Regions from separate parts of the Pan troglodytes genome. Here region 1 is linked to region 2. A link is a contact called in public Hi-C data. All regions are on one chromosome and are shown on one strand. Each heading gives the region's core, a stretch centred on a gene start, on an enhancer-like site or on the middle of the called end of the contact. The rest is flanking DNA. Distances are from core to core; before and after follow the strand shown. Region 1 overlaps LOC104007162 (a long non-coding RNA gene). Region 2 holds the start of SFRP4 (secreted frizzled related protein 4).

What was found. A called contact is a pair of places that touch in the nucleus more often than the background predicts.
Region 1: a contact with region 2 is called in a Hi-C map of induced pluripotent stem cells, with 1.7 times the contacts expected there. The contact joins the enhancer-like site here to the promoter of SFRP4 in region 2. A contact is called at or near these places in 3 of 7 Hi-C or Micro-C datasets (blood, induced pluripotent stem cells and stem cell-derived neural progenitor cells).

Annotation. Positions count from the first base shown.
Region 1 is chr6:44,115,502-44,120,613 of NHGRI_mPanTro3-v2.0_pri, reverse strand. LOC104007162 (a long non-coding RNA gene) reads right to left here. Exons shown (of 6, transcript XR_001719201.4): 3 at 1,476-1,585. It also overlaps the pseudogene LOC107975765. Among named protein-coding and RNA genes, the nearest start is that of STARD3NL, 170 kb to the right of the region's middle. Within about 2 kb of position 2,538, at least 4 of the 24 cell types and tissues checked have an H3K27ac peak or open chromatin away from gene starts, as enhancers often do. A contact at or near this core is called in induced pluripotent stem cells, where this site is marked.
Region 2 is chr6:43,697,661-43,703,201 of NHGRI_mPanTro3-v2.0_pri, reverse strand. SFRP4 (secreted frizzled related protein 4) reads left to right here and starts at 3,834. Exons shown (of 6, transcript XM_519048.9): 1 at 3,834-4,693. The coding sequence starts at 4,183. EPDR1 (ependymin related 1) reads right to left here and starts at 208. Exons shown (of 4, transcript XM_003318263.5): 1 at 38-208; 2 at 1-36. The coding sequence starts at 208.

The sequences.
Region 1 (5,112 bases), core at 1,289-3,788, 420 kb before region 2:
CCATCTCTACGAAAAATATAAAAAATTAGCTGGGCATGTTGGCGGGTGCCTGTAGTCCCAGCTACTCAGAAGGCTGAGGCAGGAGAATGGCGTGAACCCGGGAGGCGGAGCTTGCAGTGAGCCGAGATTGTGCCACCGCACTCCAGCCTGGGGGACAGAGAGAGACTCCGTCTCAAAAAAAAAAAAAAAAAATTGTTTCCATATGGTAAGTCAATTCCCAAAAGAGAACTTATTACATCATCCAGTAGTTTCTCAAGGATATTAACGTACAACTTTATCATGTGATAAAATATTACATACACATGGCTCTCTTTCTGGACTTTCCAGTGTGTTCCATGAATCTTTTCATTCTAGTGCCAGTATTGCCGTCTCTTCAGCACTGTAGCTGTATAGTTCTTTTGACATTACAGTGGAGTTACTTTCCTTTATTGCTTTTTTGTTTTAAGGGTGTTCTATGCATTGCAATGTAATGGCAAATCTCTCCCTTCTAATTTTTAAACCGTGAGACATTGGTCCCAGCAAGGATTTTCCAGGCTTCAAGGCACCTGAGCTTCCCTCCTTCACAGTGACCCCAAGAACTCAGCTTTCAGAGCTGCTCCTGCGGCAGCCTCATGTCCTCCACGTGTGCTCCAGAGGCAGAGGGAGACCAACCAGAGCCCCTCCCTTTCTCATTCCCAGCTGTGATGACAGCAGAAACTGAATTCTCTGAGCTAGGCCAATACCACAACCAAGAGGGATGTTGTTCTACATCTTATTAGGAATATTTTAAACATGTATCTAAACATATTTGTTATAGAGGAGGTGAATATCTGTGTATACACTACTGAATGTTCCCAATTATTTTATTCTACTTGTTTTATCACCCATATCTTCATCTATGAATCCAGGTGCACTGCAGATATTAGCCTGCTTTCCAAGGGTACAGTTGCCAAATAAAATATGCAATACCCAGGTAAATTGGAAGTTCAGATAAATAACAAATAAGTTTTGAGTTCAAGTAGGTACCACATATTGCATATGGCACTGCACCCTGTACTTTTTTTTTTCTTTTTTTGAGACGGAGTCTCACTCTGTTGTCCAGGCTGGAGTGCAATGGCACAATCTCGGCTCACTGCAAGCTCCACCTCCCGGGTTCACAACATTCTCCTGCCTCAGCCTCCTGAGTAGCTGGGACTACAGGTGCCCACCCCCACAACCGGCTAATTTTTTTGTATTTTTAGTAGAGACAGGGTTTCATCGTGTTAGCCAGGATGGTCTCGATCTCCTGACCTCGTGATCTGCCCACCTCGGCCTCCCAAAGTGCTAGGAATACAGGCGTGAGCCAATCTCACACTCCTACTTGATGTGGCCTTTTTACTTGAGAATGAACAGAAATCCTCTAACAAAGAGGTTACAAACACAAGGTCACACACACCCCCTCCCGACCTGCACACACCCATTTACCATTGAGGAGAGTCCATGGCCGACCAACATACCTGATTCTCACTCCTGTTGAGAGGAGAGGCCAGCTGGGCTTCCTGGGTCGAGTAGGGGCTCAGCAAGCTGTGAAACGCACTCATTTCCTGCATCACGACTTACTTCGGTCCTGGATGAATAATATTGAAGATATATGCTTAAAATATTCCGAACACCAGGATTTGTGCATGTGTTTTCTTCCCCATGAAAGCTATGAACAGCGAAAATTTTCCTGTAAGTTTCCCTGTGTTCTCTCTCCCTCTCTTCCTTCCCGCTGCCCCAAAACTAAAGTAAAATAACGTTAACTGCCCGTTTTTCTGTAACCAGCAGAACTTATCTATATTCCCAATTCCAATTCCTTGTAAACATACTTTGTAAAGTCCTGTAAGATCCTGTCTCCTTTGCCATGACGCTGCAAGGTCATAAAGTAGATAAAACCTAAGTTGCAATTCCGGTTTTCCTCAAGATCTAAGACATGTTACAAATGGTTAATTGCCTTTGTTTCTCGCTTTGGTAACATCTTCCCGCCTCAGGTATTTCCCGCCTTAAAGAGTTTAAAAGGCAATCCTATAATCTAACTCTGGCTACCCATTCTGGACCCCTTCCATGCTGTGCAAGCTTTGTATTTTCACTCTGCTCAATAAAGCCTGCAGCTTTTTCTCTCTCTCGGTCCGTGTTTCTATCACTCGCTGCGGTCAGCCACCACACCAATTCTATGGCGTGGCTAGGCAAGAACCTTAGGTGTTACACTGTTAATAAAGCAGGTTCAGGCCTTCTCAGAGTGGCCCTGGGTATTTGCCTCCAAGTGTCCTTGCGAATGTGAAAAGGAAAGCAGTTGAAAGACCAAATCAAGCTTCCTGACAGGACAAGGCCCTGGAAGCAGCATCAACTGCTGAAACTCTGAAGGGCAGGGTGTGAGCCTTCTGTGGACTGCCCCGTCCTATGGCCCTGGCCAGCTGGCGCCAGGGTCAGCTTCCCCCACATCTGCACTCCCTCTGCTGGAGGCCTGAGCTCTCCATGCCCCTGGCTCTCTTCTGCAGAGGGCCTGCTCTCTGCTGCCACAAGATGGCGCTGGAGAAGGGGCCTGAGCAGAGAGGCAGGAGCTCCTCTGCAGGTCCTCCCAGACACCACCCCTCTGGGAGGAAGGCTGGGGAGTCCCCTAAGACAGATCCTCCATCACTTCTCCCTGCCTGTGACTCAGGAAGACCAGCTCCTCCTACTGCCTTCTGTGCTAGGGAACACTTCCTGTTTGAGTGGGACCTGAGTTTTGAAAGCGTCTTCTGCTCCTCTTCATCTGGTCCCTTTCCTTCCAAGACCCCAGAGAGGAAGGCATGCGGTGGGCCCCAGCCCTGCTTCTAGCTTTCCTGCCTCTTGGTAAGTGTGCTGCCTACAGAGAGGCTGATGGGTTTTATTTTGTTCTGTTTTGTTTTCTCATTTTGCAAGGGGTGCCGTTCTAAGGAGTTCCTCATTATATTTTGTGCTGTTCCCATTGCAGCCAGTCAGAAATCTTCCAACTTGCAAGGGAGAAGGAAGTCAGTCACCAGGTCAGCTGGGTCATCTGCTGTAATCACTTGTGATCTTACTGTAATAAATACCTTCTACATCCACTGGTACCTGCACCAGGCGGGGAAGGCCCCACAGCATCTTCCATACTATGACCCCTACTACTCCAGGGTTGTGTTGGAATCAAGAATCAGTAGAGGAAAGTATTTTACTTATGCAAGCATGACGAGGAGCTGGAAATTGATACTGCAAAATCTAATTGAAAATGATTCTGGATCTATTACTGTGCCACCTGGGACAGGCACAGTGATTCACACCTGCCCTACACCACACTGAAAATCTGCCTTGTGACTGCTTCTGGTACACAAGATAGACCAGCCCCCTCTCATTTGTTGCCACCGAATTTACTGTATTCTGTACAAAGAGAAACACAGCATAATTCCTGATCTCTCCCCTAATATCACACTCTCCTGGCAGCAGCTGCACCCTGTTCCCCACCCTCCCACAGGACTTTCCTGAAGACAAGCTGTCATCTTCAGGCCTCAGCCAAGCAGCCTGGCTGAGAGCAAGACTCTCTCAGCTCTCCGAGGACATGGGGGAGGCCCACTCACTCTGCTTCCTAGGACGGACAGGTACACCTAGGGTCCAACTGTGAAGCGAGATATTTTGGACAGCAAATGGGAAGGATATTTATACTGAATGATATATCTAGAGATCACAGCTGAGAGTGTTGCTTATTCTTTATGTCTATAACAATATAAGCAATAGTATAATTACCACTAAAACACTAAGCCTAGGTATGCAGTTGAACATTGTCTCCCTCTGCTTTCCTTTTTGTCTCTCTCTCTACTTTCTTGGTTACTTGCTATTTTTCTACACATCCCTTTTTCGGCCCTCCCTTCCCTCCCTCCCTAGCTCCCTCCCTAGCTTGCCTGCCTGCCTGCCTGCCTTCCTTCCTTCCTTCCTTCCTTCCTTCCTTTCTTCCTTCCTTCCTTTCTTTCTTCCTCCCTCTCTCCTTCCCTTCCTTACTTCCTTCCTTTCTTCCTCCCTCCCTCTCTTACTTCCTTCTTTTTTTCCTTTCTTCCTTTTCTCTCTCTTTCTTTCTTTTTTGGGCACACAATCAGAATACAGAATCATTCTCTATATGTTCATGCCAACTTTGATACAGCTAGTTTATTCGTTCAGTTTTCATTTTTATATTTTGGAAATCTGTTGTATTATTTTGATTTGTATATGTAAAACCTTTACGTGGAACTGAAGTCAAAATTATAAAACAAGATCAATTTAGAGATTTTAGCTTCCATTCTAGAATTCTCTTTTCTGTGTCTCACCCTATAGGTAACAATATCTTTATTAGTTCAGTTGAACTTTTTCACTTTTTCTTATTATTCAGAAGTCTATCACTATTACAGAAATACGTCTTTTGCTTGTCATATGTGCAGCATGCATTATTTCTATTTGAATGGCATATTTATGTTTTTGTTCTGATATTCTGTTTTTATACATTTCAATCAATCTTTTAGTTTCTGGTGTCTGGATTTTGTGTCCTACTTGGAAAGGTGAACATACTTCAGAAGTATGCATAAAGAAATTAATATCATTTCATTAATATTTTATTCATTTATTACTTGATATGATCTATCTGGAATTTTTATACAATAATTACTATAGCAATAATAATAATATGATAAATATGGGTACTGACTTTCTGGTAGTTACTGTACTAAGCACATTACATGTATATTTTATTTAATCTTCACAGAAACCTTATCAACGGGTTTAAGTAACATTGAATATAGCAGATGAGAAAGTGAGGGGTTAACTAACATTCCCTAAGTCATATAGTTTAATTTGATAGCAATTGCAATCCCAGCTCTGGGGTTCAGAAAATGAGATTTGTTCATTCAATTTGCATTTTCTTATCTTTATGAATACTAGCATTATTTTACAATTTTATAGGCCATTTATACTTCTTCTTTTGTGAATTGCCTTTTCATACTGTTTGCCTATCCTTCTGTTGGGGTATTAACTTTTTCTTATTTGTTTGTAAGAATTAATATACACCATTTTCAAGATATTGATCCTTTATCAAATGTGTTGAAAATATTTCTCATCATTTGCTATTATTTATTTTCAGCACCTTTGGTGAACTGA
Region 2 (5,541 bases), core at 2,585-5,084:
CTTTTGAGATCCGGACGCGCGAGTCCCGGTAGCCGGGGACCAGGGCCCGGGGAAGGCTCCAGTGAATCGCGCGGGAGCTATTTCTGCCTGGGCCACTGCCTGCTGCCACTGCCTGCTGCCACTGCCTTCTGCCGCTTCGGTTTTCACTGCTCACTGCTGCCAACAGGAAATGCAGTGGCAGTGGTGCCACTAGCATCCTGGGAGGCATCGTGTTTTAAGAGGGGGGATGGGGGGAGACTGTGCTGAGAAGTGTGTTTCTCCACTAACTTCAGTGTTCAACAGGTAATCACACACGGAGGGGCAAGTTCAAGGTCAGGATAGGAAAAGCAGAGCTGCTGCGTTTGCTGTGCAAACGTTTGCCCCGCCTACATTGCCCCTCGACAAAATTGCAAACTTCTTCCTCCAAATTAAAAGTGGAAAGACGGGTCTTTTCCTGAAGAAATGATACTAGCTATTCATCATGGCCGCTCCTCAGGTCCCATTCCCAGTGAAGAGTCTAGGAGACTAGTAGACAGCCCCTTGCATTGGGCCTAGGACTCATGGGCATAGCCTCAAGGTCACATTGCAGTGAGACTGCTCCTCCCATCGCCTGGCAATACCACCAGCCGAGTGGTTTGGGTGTCTGGGGGGTTTCGCTTCTTCAAGAACAAGGTTAATTGGGTTTATATTTATGTAATGTTCGGATCTATAATATGGAATGAGCGAGGCTCACACACCTGTAGTCCCAGCTACTCCTGAGGCTGAAGTGGGAGGATCGCTTGAGCCCAGGAGTTAGAGGTTGCAGTGAGCTATGATCATGCCACTGCACTCCATCCAGCCTGGGTGACATGGCGAGACCCTGTCTCTAAAAATATAGTGATAAAGTATGAAATCAAGAAAAAAGAAAGGAACTAAAAAAATGTATAGCGTCTTTCCATTTGAACTGCATTTCAAGGATGATTAAGATTGAGCCAGGTGAAAGTGGGAGATAACATTCCTGAATGAAGGGCATAAGGACAAGGAAAGAATAATGCTGGGGTTCAAGGACAAGGTAGAGGAGTACTCTGAAGCCATAGCACTCATTTTAAGGAATTTGTCATTGATATTGAGGACTGTGGGAACTATCGATCAATGTAAAGCTAGGGAGGAGCATCATCAGGTATATGCTTTAGAAAGCCCACTTAGACAACAGAAAGGGTAGGGCCAGAGGGAAGGCAGGGAGAGGAGGAAGCTACTGTTATCATCCTGGAAAGAGATGATCCTGACTCAGCTAAGGCAGCGGGAGTGGTCATGGAAAGGGTGGAAGACAGTTGGGAGCGGTAGAGAAGCATTTCAACTCAGAGAGAGAGGTTTCTGGTTTGGGCCACTGGGAATCCAGTCCTGAGTGAGGAGAGATGATCAATTCATTTTAGGATTGGTTGATCTTGAGCTGACTGTGGAGTATTAAGGTGGAAATATCCAAGGGACAGCTGGATAAATACTTCTGGAAACCAGCAGAGCTTTTGGATTAGGAAGCCATAGGTACATAGGTGGTAAATGAAGCCGAAGAGTAGAACAGTGGTTCCTGGGGAAATTCCGCATCCCCCTCCCCAGCAAAGAAACATTTGGCAATATCTGGAGACATTTTTGATGATCACAATGTAGATGGGGAGGAGGCTACCGCTGACATTTTGTGGGTAGAGGCCAAGGATGCTACTAAACTTCCTACAATGTGCAGTACAGCCACCTCCCCCCTCCCAAATGAAGAGAAAATTATCTGGCCCCAAATGTCCTAAGTGTTGGGGGTGAGAAAACCTGGAGTTCAGGGGAGTGTTGAGTGTGAGAAGAAGGATTAGGATGGAGCCCCAGAGAGCTCCAGACATTTAAAGGATGGGCAAAGAACAGGCACTTGAGGAGACCAAAAGGAGTCACCAGAGAGAAGCCACTGAATGAGGCAACTTCCTGAGCCTTGTTAAATAAATGTAAGGCATGGAAAGAATGGACTGAATGCTGAAGTAGGGTGTTCTAGAATCACAGCCTCCCTGGAGGTCCCGAAGAGGAGGGACAGTTGACAGGTTTTCCTGATGCATCCTTCTCTGCTGCTCCCTGTCTGTCCAACCACCAGAGACACTACCAATGGGCCGAGTGGGGCAGGCACAGAGCTTTAGGAAGAAGGGCTCTTCATTTCCTCTTACCTTTTCTTAAAGGGCATGCCTCAGAGAACATCAGGGGAGCCCATAAGACTTTGTGACTTGGTACTTACATAGTTAAACAGATGCAGCAGGTTCAAACTGGCTGCAGAAATTTGAGCCCTCTCCGAGTTTGCCCTGCTCAGATTCATAGGAAAAGTGTAGGGTAGTTCAGCTCTTTCTCTTGCTCCCCAGGTAGGAACTCCAGCTGAAAATCTTTTTCACTCAGTGAAGGGTTTAGACTCATTGGAGTTTACTGCTAGAAATGGCTTGAGATGTCATCTGGGCTTTCCTCCTCATGTGATATTTTACTAGCCTGGCTTGGCATCTTTGGAGGTGGAGACTGGTTCTATAGGAACTAGATTACCTTTCTAGAGTGGCTTGGCAGTGTAAGAACACCCTGGGCTTCCCCTAAATAAGAACCAGACTCTTTGGATGAATCCTGAAATGTATTTGTCTCATTTATCCTTTTCACTTACTACGTTTAATTCATGTTCCCTAAAAAATAAGATAATGCATTTAAAGTTCTTAGCTTCATACCTTGATCATTGTAAATTCCCAATAGATGTCACTTGTGCTTGTTGTTTCCTCAGCTGTTTTAATCCTTAGTCTTTAGTTTTAATCCTCAGTTAAAACTAAACTAATTGTGTAGGTTTAAGCTTTGGAGAGAAAAACCATGTGCCTTAAATTCAAGTTAAACTATGTTTTTAAAGATTAACATTCAGAAAACATGTTTCCATATTGCTGATGCCCTAATAAATAGCATATACCAGAAGTCTTACCACCTGAAGATTGATATACATCAATCTCATATAAATAAAGCCTCCCTTTTCTGTAGATAGCTGAGCCAGCAATTGGACTACCTCTTCCTAAAGCAAGTAAGATAAAAGAGAAAGCAAAACATACATACTTGCATCCCATAGTACACAGCTTCTTACTCAACTCAAGCAACAGTCTCTGAGCACATCAAAAATCAAGATTTTAGGCTGCTGAGGTGGAAATCCTTTGGCATGAAGGATCAGAGCAGGGGAGACCTTTCAGATTGTGGTGCCCAATGTTTTCTCCTGGGTTCCACTAATGCTGCAGAGGGGAACAGGGAGTTAGAAGGAAGAGGAAATGTTAGAAGACATTTCTCAAGCTGGAAGATGCTAGCACACCTTCCCCCAGTTCTGTTAACTTCCTGGAGCAGAAACAAACCAAGTGTTATACTGGAAAAATTTCGGCCCAAACTGTCTACTAGCAACAACAACAACAAACCACACTCCACACAACTAAGCGTGGAGTGGGAGTGATTTATACAATGTGACCCTCCTGTTCTGACATTCACTGCACTCTCGCCTGCCTTGCAGGACATTGTCCCAACTGTCCTCAGCGCTCCTCATGCCCCCTACAGGAGAAAGCAAATATATTTCAGAATTAGAGGGCAGCAGAAGCTCCTATTTTCCCCCAACTCTATACTTGGAAAAACTCTAAGGCAGAGGGAGCAAAGTTCAGTTTTCAGCCAGAGTGTCTTTCTCTCTCTTGAAATTCTCTCCCGCACCCTCTTGTATCCGGTGTCGAAAACAACTGCCAGAGGTTCTTTTTCTTGGTCCGAAGAAAAAAGACTGGCCAGACTAAAAAGGAGGGACTTTAGGGGGAAAGCAGGCTTCCAGCCCTGGGCTGCGGCCCAGAGGGGATGATGTCACCGCTTCTGCACCGACGGGCCTGGGGGTGGGGCGGCCGAGGGGGAGCCCGCGCCGCTGCTGCAGCTGCCAAGGGAGCGTTCCGAGCCCACGTCAGGGGAGGTGTCGGGATAAATAGGATCCCGCAATGGCCGTGGCTGGCTGCGCTCCGAGCTGCGGAGTCCGGGACTGGAGCTGCCCGGGCGGGTTCGCGCCCCGAAGGCTGAGAGCTGGCGCTGCTCGTGCCCTGTGTGCCAGACGGCGGAGCTCCGCGGCCGGACCCCGCGGCCCCGCTTTGCTGCCGACTGGAGTTTGGGGGAAGAAACTCTCCTGCGCCCCAGAGGATTTCTTCCTCGGCGAAGGGACAGCGAAAGATGAGGGTGGCAGGAAGAGAAGGGCGCTTTCTGTCTGCCGGGGTCGCAGCGCGAGAGGGCAGTGCCATGTTCCTCTCCATCCTAGTGGCTCTGTGCCTGTGGCTGCACCTGGCGCTGGGCGTGCGCGGCGCGCCCTGCGAGGCGGTGCGCATCCCTATGTGCCGGCACATGCCCTGGAACATCACGCGGATGCCCAACCACCTGCACCACAGCACGCAGGAGAACGCCATCCTGGCCATCGAGCAGTACGAGGAGCTGGTGGACGTGAACTGCAGCGCCGTGCTGCGCTTCTTCCTCTGTGCCATGTACGCGCCCATTTGCACCCTGGAGTTCCTGCACGACCCTATCAAGCCGTGCAAGTCGGTGTGCCAACGCGCGCGCGACGACTGCGAGCCCCTCATGAAGATGTACAACCACAGCTGGCCCGAAAGCCTGGCCTGCGACGAGCTGCCTGTCTATGACCGTGGCGTGTGCATCTCGCCTGAAGCCATCGTCACGGACCTCCCGGAGGGTGAGGCCGTAGGAAGGATGGAGGGAGGCGAGGAGGCGCCCGGGGCTGTGGCTGCCAATTGAGAACTGGGCGGCCACACCTAAGGCTGCCAGGGGCGTCTGAGGCTTGTAGGAGGTGGGAAAGAATGGGGGAAACATTTTCTTCAGAAAAAGTCTGGTTTCTCCCATAGGAATTTTAGGAGCTAGCGGAGAGCACTGCACCCCATAAAGAAAAAAAAAAAAAAGATTTTGCTTACAAAGGGAGCCTTCGATGATGTTTGCATTTATAGTAATAACAGAAATGATAATAGCAGTAAACAGGTGTTGCTAGGTGTCTGAGCAAGTGTTAAACACATTACACGTTATTCACTCATTTAATGCCCAAAATAATCTCACCAGGCAGGTGCCAATACTCGTTCCATTTAGCGCTACTTCTTAAAAAGTTTTTTTTCTGAAAAAGCAGTAATGGTCATTGCTTCCCACCAGGAGTGAGATTTGTAATTGCAGTTTCCCTGGAAAATTGTGAGGTCTGTTTCATAGTCATTGACCCGGAGCCAACTACTGTGGCATTTTAGTTAACCCCATCTCTGCTTCCACCTCCTTCTTTTTTCTTTGGTCATTTGACTGCTTTTCTAAAAAGAAGGAGAGGTTTAAATTCACTTCTTGAAATGAAACCTAGGAATATTTTTGCATTCTTTTATCCAGGCTTTATCTGACCCAGGTTACCCCACATTTAAACAGACTATGATATTGCTGTGCTGGAATCTCTGAAGTTATACCCCAGAGCATTGCTCTAAACATGAAGGAGGAGTGGTTAAGTGAACAGGGTAAATGGAAACTCCTCTCTAATTTAGAGTTTTAGGAAAGAAA